2 separate regions of the Mus musculus genome follow, and region 2 is linked to region 1. A link is a contact called in public HiChIP or PLAC-seq data. All regions are on one chromosome and are shown on one strand. The core of a region is the stretch at or near the end of the contact, and the rest is flanking DNA. Distances in the headings are between cores, read along the strand shown. Region 1 holds the start of Mitf (melanogenesis associated transcription factor). Region 2 overlaps Mitf (melanogenesis associated transcription factor).

What was found. HiChIP or PLAC-seq counts read pairs in DNA pulled down with a chosen protein or histone mark.
Region 2: a contact with region 1 is called in an H3K27ac HiChIP or PLAC-seq map of embryonic stem cells, with 5 read pairs. The contact joins the enhancer-like site here to the promoter of Mitf in region 1. A contact is called at or near these places in 2 of 39 promoter capture datasets (the 3T3-L1 cell line and hippocampal neurons), 3 of 484 Hi-C or Micro-C datasets (all in embryonic stem cells), 4 of 115 datasets of contacts at active chromatin or transcription factors (the NIH/3T3 cell line, cardiomyocytes and embryonic stem cells) and 1 of 9 other capture datasets (adipose tissue).

What each region holds. Positions count from the first base shown.
Region 1 is chr6:97,804,524-97,811,924 of GRCm38.p6, forward strand. It overlaps Mitf (melanogenesis associated transcription factor), which reads left to right and starts at 2,535. Exons shown (of 10, transcript NM_001113198.1): 1 at 2,535-2,764. The coding sequence starts at 2,661.
Region 2 is chr6:97,949,405-97,956,208 of GRCm38.p6, forward strand. All of the region lies in intron 2 of Mitf (melanogenesis associated transcription factor), which reads left to right. Among named protein-coding and RNA genes, the nearest start is that of Mitf, 150 kb to the left of the region's middle. Within about 2 kb of position 2,512, at least 20 of the 459 cell types and tissues checked have an H3K27ac peak or open chromatin away from gene starts, as enhancers often do. A contact at or near this core is called in embryonic stem cells, where this site is marked.

The sequences.
Region 1 (7,401 bases), core at 1,285-3,784:
TACAAGAGGGGGAAACAGCAGCTGGATGTGCAGTCTTAAGACAACTCCAGCTCAGGGCTACACCCAGAGAGCTCTCTGGAAACTGCTTCAGTGAAGTCTTGAATGTTCTCACTTTTACTTTCGCTTTAAGAATGATCCTTTAGGTCTGGGATATCACTCTTTAGCTTAGGCTGGCCCTAGACTCCCAATGTAACCAAGATGACTTTGAACTTCTAACCATCCTGAATCTACCTGTCCCAGGTGCTGTGATTATGGGATTGATTATGCCACCATACTAGTTTATGCAGTGTTGAAGACTGAATCAAGGGCCTCATACACCATAGACAAAGGCTCTACCAACTAAATCACATCCCAGGCCTCATTATTGTTCTAAACCTCAATTCTGGTACAAGTCTTTGACAGCCAGCCTTCCAAGGGCCAACAGACCATGTTTAGGCACAGTGTCTTTCTATTTGTGTGTTCTAAGAAGAACGTACATAGCTTTGTTCAGGAAAAAAAAAACAAAAACAAAAAAACCAACCAACCAACCAACCAACCAACCAACCAACCAAACACAACTCCTAATGGGTCAAGAGATTCAGACAATGAAAAGGCTCAGCGTTTCTCAGTCGGGGTGATATTGGGCCAGAACGCTTGCTGTTAGGCACAGTGTTTAGCATCTGTGGTTCACACCTCATCAAATTCTGGACTTGCTCCAAGCCCATCAGTTTCTGCTCCCACTTTCCAGCACTGACTATGGAGGACCTGGATGAAGTTCAGAGTCTAAACACACATGCTGCTCTCTCGGTTTACTTCCCTTCTTCTATACTGTTACCTCTGAATATTGTTTCTAGCAGTTAATATATCCATGAACATCTTGAAGCTTTTCAGGGTGATTTCAGATATCCTGCCATGCTATTGCTATAGGAAAGGACCCCCGAAGTATTTTAAGAACAATATTCAGCTACAAAATGTTGGTTATTGCTACCTCAACGATGTATACATTTTCCAGTTCTCACTCACCACTCCTATTCATGATCTTTCTGATATAAAATTAAAAAAGAAAAAGCTATACTGTGAGGCAAGATATAGGAGTGGGTAACTCCAAGGAGATGCCCAACCATCAGTGTAGACCTTTTAGGATCATCATTTAGTTTATCAACTCCTGAAAGTGAAAAATACACAGAAGAGATGCAAGCTTGCCAAGAATGCCTCCAAGATACACAAAAGAAAGCCAAAATTAATCATCACTGAGCAGCTTTTAAAAAATTCTATGTATGTATTATGTGTACCTGCACCTGCATTCAGCTGTCAGGAGACAGATTGCAGTAGTTAATAGTTCCATTCTTCAGTCATGTGTGTCCTGAGGACCAATTGCAGGTTGTCATGTTTGCAAATAAGTAAATTTACCGACTGAGCCATTTTGCCTGCCCCTAGTGTATACAAATTGCAAGTAATTCTTTCCTTACTTTTGACCTTGCAACACCATCTCAAATAGGTTTCCTAATCTCTTCTTTCATAGATGAGGAAATTAAGGCTTCTAGGAATCCAATGGACATGTCTAAGATTACACAGGATTTCTTAGAAGAACTAGGAATTTCTGCCATCTTAAAATGCCACCCTTAACTCCAATGTCTCAAAGCACTCGTTGATGTTTTATACAACATGAAGAGTCCTGCTGGAACTAACCAGAAGACAGGTCTGAACATACAAATGAGCTAAAGTGCGGTCATTTAATACATCACCTAGCCGAGTACCTTGAAGCTGCACCGGCTTGCAATGTTAGGACAATCTCATCTGAACTCCCAGCCAACTGAGAAATTGAAAGCAGACGGTGGTGGTGGTGGTGAAGCTGTTTGGTAACTTGATGTCTTTTAAAATTAACTGAATCCTTCAAGTGCTGCTTTAGATTAGAGGTGACTAATTGGATAAAAGGAAAGGAGCCTTTCAACTGATGAAGAGTATTGTGGGAGCTTATACTGAGTTCCAGAAAAAGAACGCACAAGAACAACTCCTCCAATAATGCTTTCATTATAAAAGTGAAGTTTCCAACACTCTGTTTCAATAGAGGACAAAATGATGTGTCGCTGCAGTCCAGAAGAGCTCGGGGGCTAATAGAAAGTCCTTTTATTTTAAAAATGGGTTTTAACTCTGACCGAAACTTTCTAGTTTCAAAACCCCTTAGTGTTTTATTTTTTAAATGAACGCTCGGCGTGTCCTCGCAGATGTCTAAACCAGGAGGGACAGTAGAAGCCCAGGCTGAGTTGTTCTTATTAATATTAAACAGCCAGGTCTGTATCCTTGAAGCAAACCGGAGAGACACGGAGAGGAGCTGCTGACATTGACAAGGAATCCAAACAGGACTTGCACTATCCGTGTACACCACGTTGTCTCTCCCCGGTTTGACCTTCTGGGAGTTGTAGTTTTTGCGGAAGCTGATATCCTGGAGAGCTGGTGTGCTCTGCCCAGGCGGAACCACAAATCCCAGGGCGCACCGGGCTCAGCCCCTCCCGCTCTGGTGTGAGAGTAAACTCACCGCGCCGGGGCGGGCGGCCGGCTAGCGGGCTGAGTGGGGCACTGCGCGGGGCGCGCGGCTTGGGGTACCCGAGGCCCCCCATCTTTCTCAGGTGCCCGGGTTCTGGTCCAAGTCCCAAGCAGTGGAAGGCGGGCAAGAGGGAGTCATGCAGTCCGAATCGGGAATCGTGGCGGATTTCGAAGTCGGGGAGGAGTTTCACGAAGAACCCAAAACCTATTACGAACTCAAAAGTCAACCTCTGAAGAGCAGGTGAGTGGTGACAGCTGGAGGGAGGCGCGGCAGGAGGCCCATGGGCCCCGCGCCTGCTACCCTGGGAGGAGAACAGTCAGTCTGGATAGCTCTAGGACAAGGACCCCGTGCCCTTGCCTTGGGGTACAGGGCGACCTGGCCCCTGGCATTTAGGGTCCCGCTTACAGACGACTTGCTTGCATCCCAGGGTATCTGACAGTGGCATTTTGGGGACACCGCGAGTCTCTTGGGATGGCTCATCCAGACGTGGGGACCCTCGGCTGCAGATGCCAGCTGCTGAGCTAGATGGGGGCTGGGGCGGTACCCGGCGCGAGGTGGGGTAGGAGGAGCACCGGACAGGGACTGTGATCTGGTGCTACCAAGAGCAATTTTTCTGAAGCTCCCTAGCAGGCTGAGGGGCTCAGGAGAGGGGGATCTGATGCTCCAGGGCAGCGATGAACTGGCCTGGAGGTCTTCCCTTGTAGACCAGCCCCTCTGGGAGATACTACTCAGAGAGGCCTCTAGGTGAAGTTCACCTGAGCTTCACCTTTCACCTGCCACAGGACAGCACCGAGGAGGTGTGTGTGTGTGTGTGGGGGGGGGGGGTGAATAAAAGGAGGGGAGGAGGTTGTGGGTGGGCGTGTCTCTCAAGCTGGGCAAGCTGTCTGGAATAGAAGTCTTTACAAATGCAAGAAGGAAGGAAGGAAGGAAGGAAGGAAGGAAGGAAGGAAGGAAGGAAAGAGAGAAAGAAAGAAAGAAAGAAAGAAAGAAAGAAAGAAAGAAAGAAAGAAACAAACAAACAAACTACCTTAGAGGTCTGTGGTGGTTGGGAATGCTCTCTTGGCACCTACACACATTTAATTCTCCAGGCGCTTCAAGAACTTTGGGCCTAGAGTGAAGATGTTCTCTAGTCTGGTGCCTCCCAACTCTTCAGTACCTCTGCAGTATCCTAATCCCTCACGCCACCCTCCATTGCTACTTGCCTGGCAGAATCGGTTATCACTCTCTTTGGTCCCTCTGGACCCTTGAAGTGCTTCTTATTTGTCATGTTTACAGAGAGGGGGATAGTCACTGGAATCTGTGACTTTATTTCCACCCTTTCAGTTGTGCGATGAAGTAAGGCTAACATCATCACCTGGTGCATCAATTGTCTAGGGTCTAGATGAGTGAGGTTCCCCTGGTAGAGGGGCAGAGGGACTCACTTTCAGGGGCCAGGAAGGCAGAATTGAGGGGTGGAATCTTTGGTTTGGGAGACAAAAAGGCTGGGTCTTATAAAGTGGAGACAGGTTGCTTTCCTTCAGGGCTGGGACAGGACCTTGAATCCAGTCATGGGAACAAACTCTGGGAGGAGCAGAAGCCCTGGCTCCCTGGCTAAGGCAGGCTTTTTGCACATGCTTGTGGCAGAGTGGAAGGAAATGTGTTAGGCATCAAGATGCATAAACTCAGCCTTTCACTAGTGGCTTCTTTTCATAATGGCTATTTGTGTGTGAATGTAGATAAGGGTGTATTGGGTGCTCTGAGAGTGATACTGTGTAAAGCGCATTGTTGGTTATGCTCATTAGAGCTTTATCTGCATGTGGCTGAAGGGACCAGTGTTTTACTGAGCAGTCAGTCCCTGCTTTTGCTTCTATAAGCAAATGCTTACAAGGCCAGAATGAGGGGGGCAGGGGGAGTGTGTGCGTGTGTGTGTGTGTGTGTGTGTGTGTGTGTGTGTCTGAAAGAAATTAATTAACTGGGCTCTTCATTTTGATGGTGGCTGATACATTAAATGAGTTTGAGGGAGTGAAGAAGGTACCTCTGGGGAAAACCAATGAGTGCCCTGACACTCATGGGGAAGGATTTGGTTCTATTCTTTTACCCAGTCAGCAAGAATGGCACGCAAGAGCACATGTCCTCTGTAGCTAGCTAGCTAGCACAGGAAAGGAAAAATGTGGGACTGTGGGCATAAACGGCTTCACATGTTGGTACGAGCAGCAGGTGCCAGGTAGCATGGAGTAGATATGCGTTCTTTGAAATAAACCCGTTAAATAAAATTTGTGACTAAGTTTCTGGAGTACGTTGACATCTTTTCTGACTGTTTTTGACAGTTGTCCTAATGGTATTATCATTGACATCGGTGTGTGACTTTAAATGTGGCTCAGGGCCTTCTCGTTGACTGTAGTTTGAAGACTTTGCTGGGGCATCCCTAACGTCCTGGTTAGGAAAAAGTTGTAATGAAAATTTGCAGATTCTCGTAACAAGGACACCTATCCATTCTATTGTCTCCATCAGCAGTTCTTAATCTGTGGGTCGAGACCCCTCGGGGGCCGTTCAACAACCCTTTCACAGGGGTTGCATGTCAGATATCCTGCATAATCAGATATTTATATTTATGACTCATGACAGTAGCAAAATTACACTTATGAAATAGCAACAAAAATAATTTTATGGTCGGGGGTCACAGGAACATGAAGAACTATATTAAATGGTTGCAGCATTAGGAAGGGTGAGGACCACTTGTCAAGATTGTTTCAGAATTCACCCATTTCTTGCCTATCTCTCTGCTGTAACTTTGACCAAGTCATTGTCAGTTTTTGCCTGAATTATTGCAGCAATCTCTTAACGCTCTCAGCCTTGGCCAGTTTTAGTAATTTTAAATTTAGTGCCACAGTATTCTTATTAAACTGATTTTTTTTTTTTTAAGGCTGAGATCTGACTGAGTCAGTAACATGCTTGCCACACAAGTGTGAAGGCCTGAGTACTTTTCCAGGAGCCCACATGAAGGCAGGCAGGCGTGGGGCTTGGTGGTTGTAATCCCAGCACTGGGGAGGAGGAGATGCGCTTGCTGGCAAGCCAATCTATCTGAATTGAAAAGTAAGAGATAAAAGATGAGAAACTGTATCAAACAACCAAGTGGTGAGTGACTGAGGGAGACACCTGAAGTCGGCCTCTAGTCTTCGCATGCATGCACAGACACACACCCACACACCCCTGTACACAGTGTACCGGTGCATACATCTGAATGTGTATACACACATACGTATGCACAAACCACAAATTAGAGAACAAACCCCTATGGAGAACCTCAGTCATCACTGTGGGAAGTTGTGAGTAGCCTTTAGCAGGTAGAGTGCAGGGATGTGCTAGCTTCGCTACACTACCCAGGGCAGCTTCCACAGCCAAGAATCCTCTGGGCCCTGAGCTAAAACTCAAGTTAGATCATGCTGTCTTCTCTAGTTGAAGCCCTCCACAGCTCTTTTTTTCCCCAGTCCTTCAAATGGCACAATGCAGCATATGTGTCAGGCTGCCCTTCAGCTCTGACCTTATCTCTTGCTGCTTATCATTCTAAGCAGAGCCCAGGCTTCTACCTTTGGATATTCATTCATTATACCTGCCTCTGCTTGGGCCATTCTTTGCCCAGACAGCCACAGCTGTAGTACAACCTACCCAACCAACTACTAATCTTCCTTTTAATGTGCCCTTAATTCTCATCATATGGATAGTGTGGCCTTCTGTTCATAATTACTCTCCCTCTAAACGCTCAGTCTTCCTTATCCGGCTGTGTTTCTTTCATAGTGTTAATGTTATAATTTACAGTGTAATTTGAATATATATGTGTGGGAACATATATATATATATATATATATATATATATATATATATATATATGTGTGTGTGTGTGTGTGTGTGTGTGTGTGTATATATATGTGTATATATATATATATATATATACACACACACATATATACATACACACACCTCACACACATAGGTGTACACACACACACACACACACACACACACATATATATATGTATATATAGATATATATATATATCAAACTTCAGGGCTCCAAGGTGGTAAGGATTTCTCTCTGTGTCTTGTTAACTGTGAAGTCCCCAGAGCCTAGAACACTCAGTCACAAGGCTTGTAATGTTTCGAGATAGACGATTCTTTAAAGGACTGTCCAATGCATAGGATAGTGTCTGGTAGGACATATTTGTTGGACACACACGGCGCTCTCCTTCAGTAAGTTACAAAGGTATCGTGGTTGCTTTTTGTTTTTGTAGTCACTATTGTGTTCCTTTTCAAGTAGATTCCCAGCAGGCTTTCTTCGAGGATGAGTTTCCATATTCTTTGTGGCTCAACCCAGATAGTCACAAATATGTTGCTGAACTTAGATTCTGTGAGCCTCATCTTGGTAAGACTGACCCGTAAAAGTGTCATAGGAAAAGACCCTGTAGAACAGGCCCTCGTGATGAATGGTGTTTTCATGGGAATGAATTCTCCCCAGTGGGTCACAGGAGAAACAATCACAGTGCACCCAGGTTTACACACTAGCAAGTCACTCCAGGGATATGCAGAGCTGTTCTTGAGCTCTGGGGGACACATAGGCAGTAGGTCTTTTGGACACAGTGCTGTGGCTTATGGCTCTGATGGTTTTGCTCTGCAGAAGCCTAAGGCTTGGTAGATGCTGATGCTCTTTTCCTAGGCAGTCTGAGGAACCGGTTTCATTGGGCCCTGGTTTCCTCCTACAAATTTTATTGCTGTTTCAGACAGTATTAAATTTCCTTCAGATTAGAAATGGGAATGTGAGCGAGTGCTAAGTTAATCATGGCAAGATGGGATGCTACAGCCGTGCCAAGTATGGCTTCAAAGAGAGATGTGTGGAGTTTGCA
Region 2 (6,804 bases), core at 1,262-3,761, 140 kb after region 1:
TCTGATGCCCTCATCTGGCATGCAGGCAGGCATACATACAGTGAATGTATGTACATTTCATTCATATACGTGGATTTAAATTTTTTTTAATTGATAATACAAGAAGATGGTCCAGATGAATCAAAGGCATATTGTTCCTCCTGGAGATCCTGGGGGTGCTGCTACGGTTGGATATAACAGTAGTGAAAGGCTCCGCTACTATTTTCCTTTAAACTAGATTTGCGATTTTAGGGTTTTGGAATAATAGCTCAGTTGGTGAAGTGCTTGCCTTGCAAACCTTAGAACCTGAGCTTGATACCCACACCCAGACCTGCAATCTCAGCTCTGGGGAGGCAGAGATAAGAAAGAGCACAGTAGCAGGCAGCCCAGCTGAGCTGGGGAGTCCTGGGTCCAGGAGACCCTGTTTCAAAATATAAGGTGCAGATTGGCAGGGAAGACAGCTCCTGTCATCCTCTAGCCTTCACATGCATGCACATGCACACACATGCACACACATACATGAGGCACAAAGCCTAGGAGACTGGGTTCGTGTAGTATTTATGTAACTGACCGTGGGCATCTTTAACATATTTTACCTAAGAGTTTGATGAATTCCTAATCACCTACTACTCTCTGAGGAGCACACTGCTTCTACGGGTAGGCCTATCAGACTCACGTTCATCCCACAGTTTCTGAAGTTTTCCTAGAAGCAAGATAAAAAGGTTCAGGGACCCTGGTGATTAAAAATGAGCCGAAGGAATCTAATCATCCGGTTGTGAATAATTTTAGTGTTGCAAAGAGGCCTAAAACAAAAGGCGCGACTCAGGTTGCTCCCTCCCTTACCGTGGCATACATAACTGTGTTGTAATCTCCCCTGTTGGCCCTGGTTTTTATATAATTAAAATTTAGAGGCTGGAAATTTTGTTGAGACTTAATTAGAAGTGACAAACCAGAGACATTCCTGCCAGTTAGGAAAGGCTTAACAAGTTCTTATTGGCTAACTTACAAATATGTAGCATTTTCACACTGCCTAAAGGTGACAAGATCAGCTCTGTTTTTCTAGTGAACTAGTAAAAATTAGATTAATAAGTACCAGGCAAAGAACCTTTTCTTTTGTCTTTTTTTTTAGCCCCAAAGAGATCTTACCTTTGAGTACTTCTGGCTGTGGAGATTGGTGCCTTAATTAGCCACATGTTCCTTTTGCCTCCTGGGAAATAAGTACAGGCTAAAATTGGGGATCAAGACACAGGCGTACATTGACTTAGCACACGCCGCCAAGTAATTCATCAAGGAATGTTGGTAATTAGTCCTGCCTCTTTCAACTCTTGGCTTATTTTATAAAACCGGTTGATTTAAAATAATGCCTGCTGATGTATTGCCCACACGTTTCAAGACCGGGACTTGGCTCCTCAACAAAAGAGAGATTGTCCAGGGAGGGAAATGTGCCCTCCTGGTTTTGTGTTTTCACAGATTTTGAGACTCCATCTATGTCACCTATTAACTCGGGTGCTCTTTCTCTTTACCCTATTCAACATTTCATGGGGCCTTCTCTTTTTGCCTTGATAGAAAGAATAGGGGAGCAAACTTAAAAAATAAAATAACATGTAAGCTCCTGGGAGGTGGGGGTGGGAGGGTTGGATGTAAGGAGCTTGTCACAGTGTGTCACCTCAGTGTGGCTTGATGGAATTTAATTCGAATCCTTCATCTGGTGCAAGCTGCAGTAATGATCTTCTTGTATTGTTAAATGCTTGCTGATATTTATGGCAGACAGACTAATCTTAAGAGACTGGGTTTCTGGGGTTCACAAGACCTTGTGATTACAGCCTCATAGCATGTGTAGTTAACTGTTTTAGAAAGTAACCTGAATGTCAAATTCCCACGCTAAGTGATGCATTTACCGTTATGCTTTGAGATGTGGCCACAGTCAGAGCTGCTCTTGAAGATCAGTGATAGCCCGAGCCCAGTACCACACTGAGTGACCATGGCTGTTTTCTCCTTAGACCATGGTATCCTCATCTGTAAACTGTGGGCAGTAAAGTCTACTCTGGGGGGGGGGGGGGGGGCTTTACAGATGAATGAAGGATCCCCCCCAGGCCATATCACTCAAGTCATATGCCAAGCTCTGACTTCAGAGCCTTGAGTCCTCAGGGGAAAACAAAAAGAAGCAGACAAAATTAATTTCAATATGTTTTATACAACCAAGTATATCCAGAACGTCATTATTTCAATCTATTACACGAGAATTATCTGCAGAGTTTCAACTTTAGCCCCCTCATCGTCTTTGTAATGAGTCTCATGCTGTCCTCTAATTTGGGTATATATTTCTTGTCTCCTACATATTGTAGTTTGGAGATGAAGTTTCATCTGAATGACTTGTCCTGGGGTTTAGATCTCATAAAATTTTCACTCATTTGCATTCATTTGCTAATGTTGTTTTAGTCCTGTAAAGAAGCTTTCTAGTGACTGGAATGGGGTGGAGGCTAGCTGGCAGAGTGTTTGTCATGCAAAGGTGAAGAGCCAGAGCCAATTGCAATCCACAGAACCTAGGAAAAGTCTGACAAAGCAGGGAGCATCTCTCTTAACCAGGTTTTTATAAGGAGATGGGAGGTGGGGATGGCAGAACCAGGGAAACTCAGGAGCCGGTAGTCAGGCAGGCAACAGCTGGAACCTCTGTTTGTGAGAAGCAAGCATTGAAGTTTTCCTGAGTCTACATGTGTGTGGTGACATGTACATACCTAAAGTCGATCACCTGAACACACACATACATACACACACACACACACACACACACACACACATGCACTTGAGTGTACACATGGGGGGGATTTAAAACAATTTTTTTCCAGTAATTAAATTGATTATTTGTTTCAATTTAGGTCTACATGAGATATAAAATTCAGCTCCTTCTTAAGACTTGGCCCCCGTCCCCGGGCTCAGTAGTTTCAATGCCCTGTGACCTTTGGATTGGATAGCACAGACCCTGAAGGATTTAGCACAGTGTTGAGTACAAGGAGCGTCATCAGGAAGATTTCTACTTTATTGGTTATAATAAATTTATAATGATCCAGGAGGGGAGACTGTGTACTTGGTAGAGTGGTTACAGGCGTGGAGCATGTGTAGGGTTTACTGGCCGGGCCAGCCTGGTAGTGAACTCTAGTTAGTGTCAGACATTGTCTCAAAAAACCAGGTGGATGACCCTGAGGAACAAAACCCAAGGTTAATCTCTAGCATCTGCATATATTTACATGTACATGTGTGTACCTACATATATGCATGTACCTGCACACTCATGAACATTTACACACTTAAGAACATACCTGCATGTTAAGAACATGTACATTCACAATTTCCGGTGACTTATATTTATTTAATCACTGTACACAGTAATTATTATTATCTTCCCTGCAATCTTATACCCGCTCATACAGAAACAATTTAGTTGTTAGTTTATTTCTGTTAATTTTGACCCAAGTTCACTGTCACATAACATTCCCGGCTGCTGCCATTTCCTGTCCTTTTTTTTTAAATCAGCTCCTGTAGGAGAGAGCAGTGAAGAGTCACCCTCTCCAAAGGTGCCAAGCGCCTTCCATTGAGCTATGAGTGTGGAGGCAGCTCTTGACTTGTGAGTCACACATCTTACTCATGCTCTGAGGCCAGGGTCCTTGCCAACCCACACATGTCACACCTTCCTCACGCTTACCCAGCCTGCTGAAGAGCTCTGAATGGCAAGGAATGCATGAGCGGTTTGTCAGTGCGCTGAGTGTCAAGGAGACACTGAAGAGTCAGACGATGACAAGTCATCTCTCGTTTGTTGTATAGTGGATGTTGGATGATGGCTTGCCTCACACAAAAGGCATCGGAAGCCTTTTGCTTTGCATGAAGTTTTAGGCACGATGTTTACTGTCTTCTCTCACTGACCCTTTGGAATATTTTAAGAAATTTCCAGCACTGCCTATAATTCAATAAAATAGGCCTTTTTCTTATTCACCAGGGAGCCCATTTTTTTTTCTGTTCTCATGGTAATTCTCAACCATTTTAAAACCAGAAATAACTTAACTAAGGTGATAATTTATTTTGTTAAGTACCTTCTTATTCTAGTGCAAAGAATGACTCCATTATATTGGGATTAGTGCACTGTGGACAGGCTTGTGTTCTTCCTGTTATTCCATGAGCCTACCAAGTCCTGGTCCACTTACAAGCATGGAAGCCAACACAGCAAAACTGTTCGTGATTCTATGGTTTCGAGAGAGAAAAAGTATTGTTTCCTTCCTATTTCAGGTTTCCCTAGGTTGGGAATTGTGTGCATGTATGTTTGTATGTCTCTGTGTTAATTATTTATTATATAAATTATATTAATATATTACATAATGTGTGTATGTGTGTTTGTATGTCTCTGTGTTAATTATTTATCATATAAATTATATAAATATATTACATGAATTTTAATTACTTAAAATAATATCTAGTCAAACTTCAGGTCATTGTCCATTTCATTTCAGCTTCCTGGTAGCTTTTTTGAGGTTGTTTTAAAAACTTAAGAGCTAAATTTTCTTCTCAGTTTATTAATTGACATAATCTTGATAAAGCTACCATGAACTTGGGCAAATGTGCTCATTTTCTTTTGCACTTGGGTCCTCTTCTATTCATAAGGAAAAGACAGCCTGACTCCTGGGAAAGGACTCAGAATCCTCTCTAGAACTCTCCATTTGGCTTGACTGGAATCTGAGGTGCTCATGACTTAACCACCACTCCCATCTCCGTGATTCCCGGAAGCCTGTTCAGGGACCCAAAGGCCTTGCATCACCTGGGGCCTCATTAAATAGCAGATTCCCTCCACCTACCCTCCACCTCCTGGGCCATTCTGAGGTAGGTTCTGGAACTTTCAACAATACTGAAAAGAGAAGGAAGTAGAGTCAACCAGGTCTCTTTCCTGGAGGGCTTATTGGGTTCCTTTAGAAGTAAGGATCCATGATGTCCCACCATCAGGACGGCACCAGGTAAAACCAAGAAGAGAGGTAGGAAGCAGATGGCGACCAGCAGCACTGGGGTGGAACAGGCCAGCAGAGACTGCAAAATTCCCAGCAGCTCTTGAGGATGTTTTGGAAAAAAATCCATCATATGCAAAGTTGATTCAAAAAATAGATGAAACCTTTCAAATTTAGAGTAGATGACATGAGGGTAATAAGAAACTCCAAACTTTTGCACATTAGCTACAGAAAGCACTGGGCTTTCGAGAGAGCTGCAAAAGGCAAATGAATCCCTTTGTTCACACAACTTGTGAATTCTGTAGAGCTCTTGCAGACACACTCCTCCTAAATGGAGACACTGCCGACACTACCTTACCTAGCAAAATACAAATCAACAGGAAAAGAGCAAGAGTGGCCTTATCATTGCTACCTCAAGTAGGGACTTTACCCAAGGTCACCAGGCATTGTACCCTCTGTGGGTTGAGAAGCACATCGGGTGAATTTATCCATTGTAGTATTGGATAAATACTACCCACCTGTTTCTCTGCTGTAAAAAGCCACTACTTCCTTACAGGCAAAGTTCTCTTTTTTTTTTTTTAAGATTGTACTTTGGAAATCCATTCAAAAAATATATATAGTTGAATATAAACACATAATCACCTTTTTTTTTATTCTGGAATTCTGCTCTCTGATATCAAGGGTCTGTCTTTCTAAGGATGTGGGACTATGACTATAATAGGGTGTTTCCTTGTCACTAGAGTGACAAAAGTTCTCTGCCTTCCAGAGACATACATCCAACATAGCTTGCTCCCTGGAAAATGATTGCTTAATAACTTGAGACTTGCTCTGTGTGTGTGTGTGTGTGTGTGTGTGTGTGTGTGTGTGTGTGTAGTGTGTATGTGTATACATGCATTCTTGTCTGTATGGGTGTACATACATATGTGTGTGCATGGCGAAGAAAGCACACCCTGGGGTATTATTCCTCAGGAACAGAACAGCATCCATCTTTTTTACTGAGACATGATCTCTTACTGGCCTGGAGTTCACTGAATAGGCTAGACTGGCTAGCCATCTTACCACAAGGATCCTCTTGTCTCTGCTTCCCAGGTACTGAGATCACAAAGGCAGGCCACTGTGCTTTCTATATGGGTACTGGAAATCAAACCCAGACCCTCATGCTTGCACAGTGAGCACGTCACACAGTGGGCCATCCCCCCCCCCACCTAGGCTCTGGAGTCACTTTATTAGTTTATTAGCTTTAGAAGGTGCACTTATCTCCAGTGAGCCATGTTCCATACTCAGCTTCTACCACGAGCCACTGCTTGCTTTCTTACTCCTTGTCTTTCTTCCTTACACATACATTATTAAGAAGAATAGGAAGTCAGGGGAGTTGGGTATATGGCTGGTATGCCTAGCTCTTATATAGGTGGTAGGGATTTGAACTCAGTGTCTCATTCATATGCAGTAGCTGCTCATACCTGCTGCACAATCTTCTAGACCCATTAAAAGATTTTTCAGTCAGTTCCTTTTGAAGTGCATTTCAGCAACAAGGACACTTTCATTCTTGAAGAGCACCTGGCTTTTCGGGTTCTCAAAACAGTAAGATTTGTGGAAGGTGAATTTTGAGATGCCTGGCCACAGGTTTCACTCTTCCGCCCCACATAATGAACCATGAGGTCCTCCTTGAAGTATTCAGTTGTTTTGGAGATTAATAGCAAGTAGAAAATTCTGGGGAGCATAATAACAATTGGAATTAAATTTTCAAGGGAAAAATAATAGAGATATTGGACTATCAAAATGCTCCTGGTTCAGAAATTAAACTTTTGTTATAAGCCCAGAAGCCATCATCTTGATTCTG